Linked DNA regions of Zea mays: region 1 is linked to region 2. A link is a contact called in public Hi-C data. All regions are on one chromosome and are shown on one strand. Each heading gives the region's core, a stretch centred on a gene start, on an enhancer-like site or on the middle of the called end of the contact. The rest is flanking DNA. Distances are from core to core; before and after follow the strand shown.

What was found. A called contact is a pair of places that touch in the nucleus more often than the background predicts.
Region 1: a contact with region 2 is called in a Hi-C map of leaf, with 10 times the contacts expected there. The contact joins the promoter of LOC100191815 here to the promoter of LOC100384016 in region 2. A contact is called at or near these places in 3 of 25 Hi-C or Micro-C datasets (ear, leaf and tassel).

Annotation. Positions count from the first base shown.
Region 1 is chr2:73,453,443-73,459,180 of Zm-B73-REFERENCE-NAM-5.0, reverse strand. LOC100191815 reads left to right here and starts at 1,531. Exons shown (of 6, transcript NM_001137239.1): 1 at 1,531-1,818; 2 at 2,787-2,890; 3 at 3,556-3,669; 4 at 4,226-4,309; 5 at 4,705-4,834; 6 at 4,938-5,125. The coding sequence starts at 1,629. The coding sequence ends at 4,761.
Region 2 is chr2:72,633,941-72,639,845 of Zm-B73-REFERENCE-NAM-5.0, reverse strand. It overlaps LOC100384016 (Mediator of RNA polymerase II transcription subunit 30), which reads right to left and starts at 3,619. Exons shown (of 3, transcript NM_001176627.1): 1 at 3,166-3,619; 2 at 2,062-2,139; 3 at 1,049-1,404. The coding sequence starts at 3,519. The coding sequence ends at 1,306. It overlaps LOC100193150, which reads left to right. Exons shown (of 13, transcript NM_001358650.1): 13 at 1-127.

The DNA.
Region 1 (5,738 bases), core at 282-2,781, 820 kb before region 2:
ACGTGTGCTGCAACACCATAAATCAAAAGCTAGGTCGCCTTGTCCATCTACAACACATCAGCAAGATTAAAGTCCAATGTACCAGGCTACTAGGCTATGCTCTAGTTCTTACTAGGTTACTGATTATGCATAGAACAATACTAGTAAGAGATTTGAATGATTAGAAAAAATAACCGGTAGGTTAACATCACATAAAATTAACTGGTAGGAGAACCACAACACATAAAGTAGCCATTTGAACAACAAAATAACCATAACACATAAAGTAGTCATTTGAACAGCAAAAAAGTAGCCATCAGTTTGATTTTGTCGAACCAAAAGGTGGCATTCATTCTATCAACATTTCTTTTTTAATTTACATTTAGCAATTATCTTCACATTAGGGCACAAACCAAGTAGCATCAGGCAACCCGAGTCAGTTCTAATAGCACCACATATAGCATCAAAGAAACCAAGTATGGCACAAATCAATGATAACCATTGTCACCGAAGCAAAAATGACCAGATCTAGTAGCACAACGATAAGGATTACATTGGGGCATACTTGTTCTTGGATGTTCTTGTGCTGGTGCCAGGGAGATTGTTCTTAGACGTTCCGATGCTGGTCCGGTGGTTGGAGTTCCTGAAACACATATCGGAACCAAATTTCAGGAAGGTGACACGCATCGAAACCCATGCAAGATCACAGGCAGGTGGCACGTACCCGGAAGGCAGCCGACAAGCCGGTGATGTGCACTTGGTCGGCCGCTCGCCTGGACGCTCGCCTTCGCCTGCGCTTGTGCTTATGCTCACCCTCACGATGGCGGCCACGTGCATTGGCTCCCGGCCGCCAAGATCCGTCACCAAGATAAATGATGAGAGGGGGTAGGGTAAGGATAAAGTTGGGAGGCAACGCAAGAGCTCTTTTTTGGTCACACGTTTTTTTGGGACCGCGCCGTCAGGAAAAATTGCTCCGGTGTTCACGCTCTCATGTGACCCTTATCCAAACATCATGGAAAAAAATATGGCTGGCCTCCTTCCATCTCTCCTTGTATATTCAATCAAACACACTATAAGATGCCACTTCTGTATAAGCCAGTTTGCCTACAATTTATTGTATATGTGATTTCTGACTCGTCCTTCCTTCACCCTCAAATCTTAACATAAGGGGAAAAGCCTTGAGCTATCTAGCATCAAACAACGAAAGCTCTATTTAGTTTAGTTCAAAAACATCTTTTTGGTGAAGTTAGGCTATTTCGAAACAGTTATTTGACAAAAACATCTTTATAATGGCTTGTTGCATTGCATGCCTAAAAGAAATGAGGTAAAGAACGGTGGAAAGCTACTTTTCAGTTTCATATCAGTGTCTATTTTTGTCTGAGAGCGTAAAAGAATTTCACTCGTGGTTTTTTTAATTTTTAAAAATTAGTGTTCGATTAAAATACAGCTTCTAACAGCTTGTGAAGCTGTTGGTGGCAGAACCGAAGATTGTATAGGGAAAAAAAGAAGGGAAAAGAGGGGGGGAAATAACGGCTCGTCGGCCCTCCACGCAAACGAAATCCAGCAGACCGACGCGAACCGAGAAAAATCCCACGAAATCTCGTGGCCGCGGCGACCGGAAGAAGAGGACGACGACGGACGGAGCGGCGATGGCGTGCCGCGCACTTGCCCTCCGCTCCCTGCTCCTCCCCGACCCGCTACACCGCCTCCCGGCCGCGGCGCCACCTGTTTGGAGAGCGTCCCGCGGTGGCCGCCGTCCGCACCTCCGCTGCTGCTCCGGCGGCGGGGGCGGGGAGCCCGGGCAGCCGCCGCAAGAAGCTGTGCTCGAGGCCATATCCAGTGAGTCGTCATACCCCACTTCCCCACTGCTTGTTAGTACGAGTTATTCCGTCTTGCTTATTCGCAGCTTCAGCTAGTCGCTTCAGTCGTTTCTTGCTCGGATATAATATAGTTTTAGACATCGGGCTACCAAATCGCTGGTTTATTGCGATGGATGGGTTCGAGGGTTACTTCGGATATGTAATTTACCGTTGGTTTGGCTTGGAATTAGCAGTAAAATGCGATGATTCCATGGCTTGGTTGATTTATCCAACGCAATTTCGGCTACAGTTCTTTAGTGTCGCATTCATTTTTACTTTGCATATTACTGTGTAATAGGGTAATCAGGATAATCCTCAGCATAGAACCGCTCAATAGCATAGATGAATTGGTGTATTGGTCAATGCAAGGCCCTGCATGTTTCAGCTTGTAAATTGTGAAAAGCAGCTTGTGAATCATAACGATCTACTAGCTGCCGCCACAGATTGTTGGGTTGTAGCAACCTGGCCTGTGGATTGTTGTAGCTTGAGATAGTAAAAGGTACAATCCACAATCAGAATCTAAAACAAACATGATAACGATGTAAAGTGACATATCTCCTTGCAGGACTATGTATGGTTTGTGCCTACTTTGCCAAATTCATGAAATTTGTGTTCATGATGGAAGGCTTCATGTTTCCACTGAGCCAAAAGTTTTGCTAGGGTTTATTCCATGCTCTAATGCCTACTTCACCATTCATGAAATTTGTGTTCATCATGGTTCTTAAGGCGGTACGGCGAGACAAGAAATTGGCCACCGCCTGGGCGCCGCCTAGGCGACGCCTAGGCGAGCAAGGCGCCTCAGATTGCTTGAGCGTCTGGACGCCTAGGCGACGCCTTTAAAACACTGGTGTTCATGATGGAAGGATTCATGTTTACACTGAGCCAAAAGTTCTTCTAGGGTTTATTCCATGCTCTACTTCATACTGGCTTTTATTTTTCTGAAACCAGAGATAGCAAGGTCTAAAGGAAGGGTTGCACTCACAACAAATATGGTCATGGGTGGTACTGTGACTGACGATGCAAGTGATGAATGGCTTGTTCTGGATCAGAAGGTGTGTCTCATTGTCCATCTTCTTTACAACTTACCTAAAGATAGACTTACAATGGGCACTCTACGAAATAGTGACTCCTAAATTTTGAGAAATGCTGATGCAATGAGAGTCCTTTATATATTGAAAAAGCTCTTGTTTGTACTAATATTTCTTCTGGAAGCAGTAGCTTGTTAACATTAAGGTAGGATTTATCACATGTTCTGTTTTGGGGAAATGGTAGGTCATGGGAAGCTAAATTGAATGACTTTTAACTTTGTGACGCTCATTTGTGGTATTCTTTGTATGTTATGGATACAATATTTTACACCATCAATGGCCTTCAACCTTTTTCGGGAAACTCAATAGTGATTGAGAACATGAACATCTCATGCTGCCTTTCATTTTTGCTATCCTTTTATCATATTATTACTGCTGATCAGTTTGTGTGCAACAAAGTGCATCTCTGCTATATTCTTTTTGAATTAAAAACTGGAATACAACAACAGACAACAACAAAGCCTTTTAGTCCCAAACAAGTTGGGGTAGGCTAGAGTTGAAATCCCACAGAAGCCACAAGTCAAGGTTCAGGCATGTCGATAGCAATTAAAAGTTAGAATGAACCCTAAAAGTTGTAGAGTCTATATTTTTTAGGCATTGCTCACTAGCTATGCTGTTTTGCTTCACAGGTAAATTCCTACCCCACAGATAGAGGATTTACAGCAATTGGCACTGGAGGTGATGATTTTGTCCAGTCAATGGTAGTTGCTGTTGAATCTGTTCTTCAAGAATCAATTCCCAAGGTTAGTTTTTATCATTCTTATAATTATTTGTAAACCATGTAGTTATCAACAAGAAGATGTGATTAGACTGCTAGTGCTTTGCGCGGAGCCAATACTTCCGTGAAATGGTTTGTGCGCTAATAAGTTCAGTAGACTCTGTACACTAATCATTTGCACTTCAATTATTTGTTGTTTATGCTTCTTAGATGGCAGTAGGACTAATACTTTCGTGAAACTTTGCTTTCCTATGTGAAGATATGAAGGAAAAAGCTGTGCCAAGAGACATTCCAATGTTAGATTGTAGTTGTATCTGTTAGAAAGGCAATCTCACGGCCATTACTGACCCTCCAATCTCAGTCATTACTGGCCTTAATAGCAGATCATATCTGAATCTACATTTGTAGCATCGTATTGGTTAGGCTTGATTAGAGGACATTCTAGGATTTTAATTCTTCCCTTGCATGTAACTCATGCCTGTATAAGTACAGCCTGCAGCAAATAGAATGAATTCTTTCAGTTCCTTTTCACAATCATTCTCTTGATTTGTTTCACTGCTATTCATATGTATCTTGAACAGGGCCGGGTATCTCAGAAATTATCTTCAAGAGGGAAATATGTTTCTGTAAACATTGGGCCAATTCGTGTTGTTTCTAGTGAGCAGGTGACAAGTTTCTCCTTTATTCAAATGTCTTTACCAGAAAAAATATGCCTATTTTCTGAGTTTGTTTTTTTTTTTGTGTTCATTTCATTTTTGTACACCCCCTGTCCCATAATAAATAAGAGTCGAAGGTTCATAATTTGTCCTAAAATAAATAATATTTTACACAAACATAGAACACTGTTTCCTAATGCAGAAGCTAATCATAGGTGCATGCAGACGATAACTGCCAAATCCAAGAAAATTCCTCCAGGAAAGAAAAGGAGATGAGGATGCATGCGTCTTTTGCCAATGTTCTTAATATGTCCGAAAATTTCTAGAAACTTATTTATTATGGGACGGAGGGAGTAGATATAAAGGTTACCCCTTTTATTGAAGTTCTGCCTGCTGCTTTTCAGGTCCAAGCTGTGTATCGTGCCATGAGAAGAGATAACAGGATGAAATACTTCTTATGAAGTGCAATTTCATGTCCTGGATGTTCCCTAGTCCATTCCATGTTGTATCCTACGATGCATTTTCGCCATATTTGTAAGTACCAAATCAAATCAAATCAAATGGAAACACTGTAGATTGCTTGATTTCTATTAGGCCCCTTGTGATGCCAAATTTCCCTTCATTGTTGGAGATGCAGGCTGGACCTCCGGTGAATTCCAATGACTTTTATGTGCCATTCAAGCCCAAATTGAAGCTTCTCTACTACAAAACAATATGTTGGGTCCAGCTACGTTATTTAGTGCAGGGGGCGTATATAGCTACTATGTATTCCCTTTCTTCTATAATGAATAAGATTCAAAGGTTCACAGTTTGTCCTAAAATAAATAATATTTTACACAAATATGAAAGATTGTCTCCTAATATGGAAGTTAATCATAGGTGCTTGCAAGCAATAACTGTCAAATCCAAGAGATATCCTCTACAAAAGGAAAGGAGATAAGGATACAGCTTCTTTTGCCAACGTTCCTAATATATCTGAAAATTTCTAGGAACTTGTTTATTATGGGACGGATGGAGTATGTTAAAGATGTATGTTAGTGTTTCATATTACATGTGTTTTACTATTTTATAAACAGTATGAATAGTAGTATAAGTGCTCCTAAATTATCGATGTGTGTCTTCAATTCCAAGAGACTATTTTTTACTCTCTATTTGACTCTTTATTTACCTCTCTATAAAGATTAAACCCTATATATAGTATCTTATTCGAACAGACTTTCTAACAGACAAATTAGTTTAGCTAGTCAGAGTGGGTAGCTAAGTTTGGCTAGAGAGAGGACCAATTTGGAGAGCCAGATAGCTTAGGGAGTTGGATGGTTAGACTGTTGGAGAGTTATTTTATTGTTAAATAAACAATTTAGCTTGACGAGTCATTTGGTTAGTCTCTTGGAGTTGCTCTTCCTACCTTAAAAGCCTACTAAAAGGTACCATCTACTAG
Region 2 (5,905 bases), core at 2,370-4,869:
CCACTCTATATTTAGGTGTATTTTCCCAGTGGCAGTTCAATGAACACTACATTGTGGTGTTTGTAACTTTTAATACCCCGTTTGGATGTAGATATTAGAGTACAAAATTGAAAATTAGAATCAGCTTTCCAAAATTCTGATGTTTGATTGCACATAGAATTGAGATTTAGAATCAGAGACTCAATTCCCTGAAATTGAACTATAACTAGAAATTCAGCTTTTCAATATAGAGCATCACTCCTCGGAATTGCGTAGAATTAGATCACATAATTCTAAATTCTAATTTAATGATATCTAAACAATAGAATTTGAATTACATCTCATTTCAATAATATGGCTGATTTAGTATTAAACCTAATTTAATTTCTTGCCCTCTAATATCGACATCCAAACGACGAAGCCTAAGAGATTTTTTTCATTTCAATAACATAGCTACGAAACGTAAGAGATTTTTTCATTTCAATAACATAGCTGATTTAGTATTGAATCTAATTTAATTCTTTGCTCTCTAATATCAACATCCAAACGTCGGAGAGTACGAGATTTTTTATGGGTTGTTGACTTCTCTAGGTTGGAAATCAGTTTCTCAACGAATATATGTGAAGTACTTCATAATGTTGTACTTGTAAGATATTGTTTTAAAGCCTGTATATAAGCAACAGATCAATTTATGATGTGTTTGGTTTGTAGAGTCACTCTATGTTTTATGATGTGATGCATCATAAGTTTATTCTATCAATTTTTATGAAATCAACTCACTCCTCGTGTATATACTAATTATTAGCTTATGGTGAATGTGGTGATGAAGGATCAACACATTCTATTCCACAAACCAAATAAAAAATTGAGGAAAGAGAAGAAGATGGATTACTTCATTCCTCAAACCAAACACACTATCTTCATTCCTCAAACCAAACACACTATTAAGTATTCCTTTCATCGTTCAAGAAGCAAATATAATCATTGTATTTAAGCCATTATATGACAGAAATTCAGGATTCTCAAAGCATTACAGGAATTTCGTCACGGTAAAAAATCAGACAAGTTTCAAAGGATACGCGTATCTACACTCGTCCAAAATAACATTCATATCCAACATATTACAGCCTATGTGCATTTGCATCGATGACCCAACACAATTTTAGTTGGTATAGAGAGGAAAACTTTATGTTTTTTTTCGTGAAGCCCAGTCATATCCCATCTATTTCTCCCTTCCAACTGCCAAGTAGTCAGTTACCCAACATGCACAATATGCCTTTACCAGACGTCCAGCTAGGGTCTCTTTGACACTTCACAGTTCACACTTCACACAGAGCAAGGGCTCTGCCACATGGCTACGTCAGTTATTAGGTCACGGAGCTGATCCATGAGGAGCTTTACTTGCTTGTTTTTGCTTTCAATTTCCTGCGTCAGTTATTAGATCTCAATGTTAGAAAGACAAGAAAATTGTTCGTCAAATGTGTGTTAAGTTAGTGTGATAAAAAAAAGTGTATATAAAAAGTTGACAGAAATCATGTTTCTTTTGATTTCTAAATACACCAGATGCTACCATAGATGAAATTCAAAACTAAATTGATAACGACACATGTGACTGTACTCTTCAAATCACTACAACGATTGAAAAAAGTGCTGGGAGTTTCTAGGAACCAGAGATGCAACACAGAATCTGAAAAAAGGAAGTCCTTGTGCATTAAAAATAAAAAACAGTAAATAAATCATGTAGATGGTGCAAAATGCTCTAACTCGTATTTTTACACCTCCATGCAGACAAAGATGGGAAGAACATGCTTGGTGTAGTGGTGAGAGCTATCTCATGTTTGCCTCGGTTCATCCCTTCCTAGACCCTACTCAAGTGGGAGCCTAAGACACTGAATTAGTCCTTTTTATGCAGACAAAGATAGAAAACATTATTTTCTCACAATGTATTTAACTACTTATGAAGCTAGCAGGAAGCCATGGCTTGCAAATGGACAAACATAATTCAAACAGATGTCCAAACTTTGAGACTAATATAATATAGTAGCATAGATTAAAGTAACTAGAGAATTTACGGGCTAGTACCTTTCTTAAAGCAGAAGCATGCTCTTCCAATCTCTCAATCTCCGCCTGGTCAACTTCAGATTCTGTTGAACCAATGTCCTGACGAAGTGGAGAATGCATGATCTTAGACAAGTCATATGTGGGAGGGATAAGAAGCCTAGATCAAATGCAACTAGCATTGGCAAACCAATTTTATCTTGAACAGTGTGCAAAAATCAGGCTTCACCAATTACAGCTATGGCCGATTAAGGTTAGATAAACAATTTTCTATGTACAATGTGAAAAGCAAGTTCTAGTTCATTAAAATCCATGTTTGTTGATATTACCAGTTGGCTTTGTCCTTAATAATTACTCCCTTCGTCCATTTTCTTAGGCGCCTTCCGCTTCTCTTTAGTCCAGAAGCCTTGGGCATATTAGTTCTCCCCAGACACGTTTTAAAACTTTGGTCAATAGCATCCCTGTGCATTTGACATGCATAAATGCAGCAGACATAAGTTGGGCCAGTGGGAAAAGGTTCATCAACCAGTAAGTTAGGCTTGACTGGTAAATGTTTCATTTTGACTGGATGCTAGGCACATGCCTTGACTTGAAACATACCCAAAATGTTTCTTCAAAAAAATGTCTTGATTGAGACAGTATCTAAATCCATGCGGCATGCAGTAATCATGTTTCTTCAAAAAGAAAAAGAAAAAACAGAGTACTGACATCAAATGTGGGAATAGTCAATCATAGGTCCCCAATGATGTTCTTTTTAGCAAACCAAGGTTGTTTTCTAAAAAAACGTAATGTAGCACCACATACTTCACAAGTTCACATCAGTATTTCATCTTTATAATTGTGGCACCAAATATGGACCTATCTAAATAAAAAATTGTAAGATTTGGAAACGAAAATTTGTTGGGCCCTCCACAAGAATGGCCACTATGTCATTGCAAGAGTTGGAGTTGTTACCGTTGTAAATATCTCAAATCAACCACGTAATAAGAAATTGTTTTGGGCTCCTCTACAAGGCAATGGCAATGCCCTGATTTTTACACCAGAAGTGACATCTTTCGTCACAGAAGAATGCGCCTAAAACACTTCTCCGCATAAGCGCCAGGAGCATAAGCTGCATCGAGCTCTCACCTGAGGGCAGGACGACACAGCAGAGATGGAGTCCCGCAGCGCCACCACGGCTGACTTGTAGCGGTGCCTCGCCTCGTCGAGCGACCCGCCAGGGCCGGGTGCGCCCCCTGCGTCGGCAGCGTCGGAATCCGCAGAGTGTGGCGGCGGCGGAGTAGCCGATTGGTGGTGCTGGGAGCCAGCGGAAGCGGCAGCAGCTGCTGCTGCCGATACGGAAGAGGAGGACCAGAGACCGGCGTTGCAGAGCTCGTCGTTCATGGATACGAGGATCTGGAACGCGGCTGCGATGGTCTCCTCCAGGTGCCGCTGCCCCTCCACCGCCACCTCCTGCCGCCGTCGCGCCGCCTCGGAGGCCATGGATGCACTCACCGGAACCCTAGGTCGCCGCTGCCACCAATCTACCGCTCCTCTCAGCCCGCCGGCGAAACCCCACTTTCCGGGCCACTCCACAGGCTCGACATCAAGCAGCGTAATTTGGCCACAGTTGCGTTGCGTGATGCCAGAGCGCTTTCCAAGCCCGGTATGGGCCGAGGCAGGTCGCCTGAAAGCCCAAGTACTCTCTTCCTGCACGGACCGGATCCAGCTAGTACAATTTATTGTGTGACGTGCATGCTAATGATACTGAGGTAGCTGTTTTTATTAAATTTAATATAGATGCGATCGAACCTTAAAATTTTAAAATCTCATAGTATGCTAGTGTGATAATTAAAGAATAATATTGTATGAGAAATTACCAAGAGGTTGAATCAACTTAAACAGATGGCTATTGTTTGTATTGTAAGGTTAAAAAAGATAGAAGGTGTGAGCCGAACCCACACCTTCTTTTAGGGACGTTTGAATGCATTAGAGCTAATAGTTAATGACTAAAATTAGTTGAGACATTCAAACTTCCTAGATAATAGCTATTTTTTGGTAAATTAGTTAATAGTTAGGTAGCTATTTGTTAGCTAGCTAATTCCACTAACAATTTGTAGCCAATTAACTAATACTTCTAGTGCATTTAAACACCCCTTAAGACTCTCCAGGATTGTCCCTGAAGCTTCAAAGACACCCTAAGGCTATCGCTTCATATTAAAGCCGGATGTTTGAACTGTTGCAACTATAATTCATAGAGACAAAAATACTGTACAAGCAGTAGAAACCGGTACGAATCAAAATCAAGTGAACTGTTGACCCTAATAAACAATAGTGTGTTTGATTTGAGGAATAAAGTGATCCATCTTCTTCTCACTCCTCAATTTTTATTTGGTTTGTGGAATAGAATGGGATGATCTATCACCACCACATTCCTCGTAAGCTAATAATTAGTATGTACATGAGAAGTAGGTTGATTTCATCAAAATTGATGGAATGAACTTATGATGCATCATATCATAAAGCATAGAGTGACTCCATAAACCAAACACACCATAAATCTAGAGGCAGATCCTTTCACCTCTAATCTAGGTTGTTTTCTCTTCCCTCTAAATATTTAATACTCTAACGTACGAATTAAACATGTATCACTTTAAAACTATGACAAATACGTATGCAAAAATAAAATCTAATTTAAAATATATTAACAATATAGTTGACTGTGTATCGAATTCAAAGAACCGTTGTGAGAGCTGGAATTTAGGATGATAGAATTTTTTAGAAAATGATAAAAAAAGTTGCAATTAAAGAGATAATCTAAAGGTAACCACTCCAGATAGTTATGGGTTCAAATGGCTAGGTTATAATAGTGTGTTGCTAGTAAAAACTAAGACAAGACAGACGAATGAGACTGTTGAGCACCATATTTTCATCTGGGCACGACCGGACAGTCCGGCTCTATGACCCAGACGGTCCGCGCCCTGTGACCAGATAATCACGAGCGAGAGTACTTATCACATGCGTGTTTATCCTAACCTATTCGTGTAGATATATTGGAACTCACCTATGAACATATCCAGACCTCCCCCATATAAATATAAAGGGGTACGGCCGATTGAGAACCCCCGAACACAATCCAATCGAATCAATCTATTTACCTGCAATTATCTTTCATGTCTTAGGAGTAGACATAGTGTAGCCTTAGTTTAGATCAATTTGTGGTCTGCCACAACCATCTCTCTTCGACTCTACGCCGATCAGAGATGCCCCGGGTGGCCTGCCGATCCTAGGGCAGGCCTTGGAACTTTCTTCCTCAACGGGATCTCCCCTGGGGGCGAGTTCTAAGGTCCTTCGCGAGGAAGAAGACCTCTGCGCCATCGCGGACCGTTCGACCAACGCGGTGACCCCACCGGACTGTCTGGTGTGCCGCAGAGAGCAGCAACTTTTCTCCAATGACTAGAATTGTGTTGGGGCCTATAAATACCACCCCAACCGGCCATTTCAAGGTATGGGAGCTGAAAGGGAAATAGGCTTACACCTTTTTCCTAATTGATTTTGGTGGTTGAATTGCCCAACACAAATAATTGGACTAACTAGTTTGCTCTAGTCTATAAGTTTTACAGGTGCCAAAGGTTCACAATAAGCCAATAAAAAACCAATAAAGGGTTTAAACAAAGAGAGCAAAAGATAACCCAAAGGCACCCTGGTCTGGCGCACCGGAGTGTCCGGTGTGCCACCGGACAGTGTCCGGTGCACCAGGGCACTCAAGGCTGAACTCCTCACCTTCGGGAAAATGGAAGGGTGCTTCGCTATAATTCACCGGACTGTTCGGTGTCACACCAGACTCTCCGGTGTGCCAGCGGAGCAACGACTACTTCGCGCACAACGG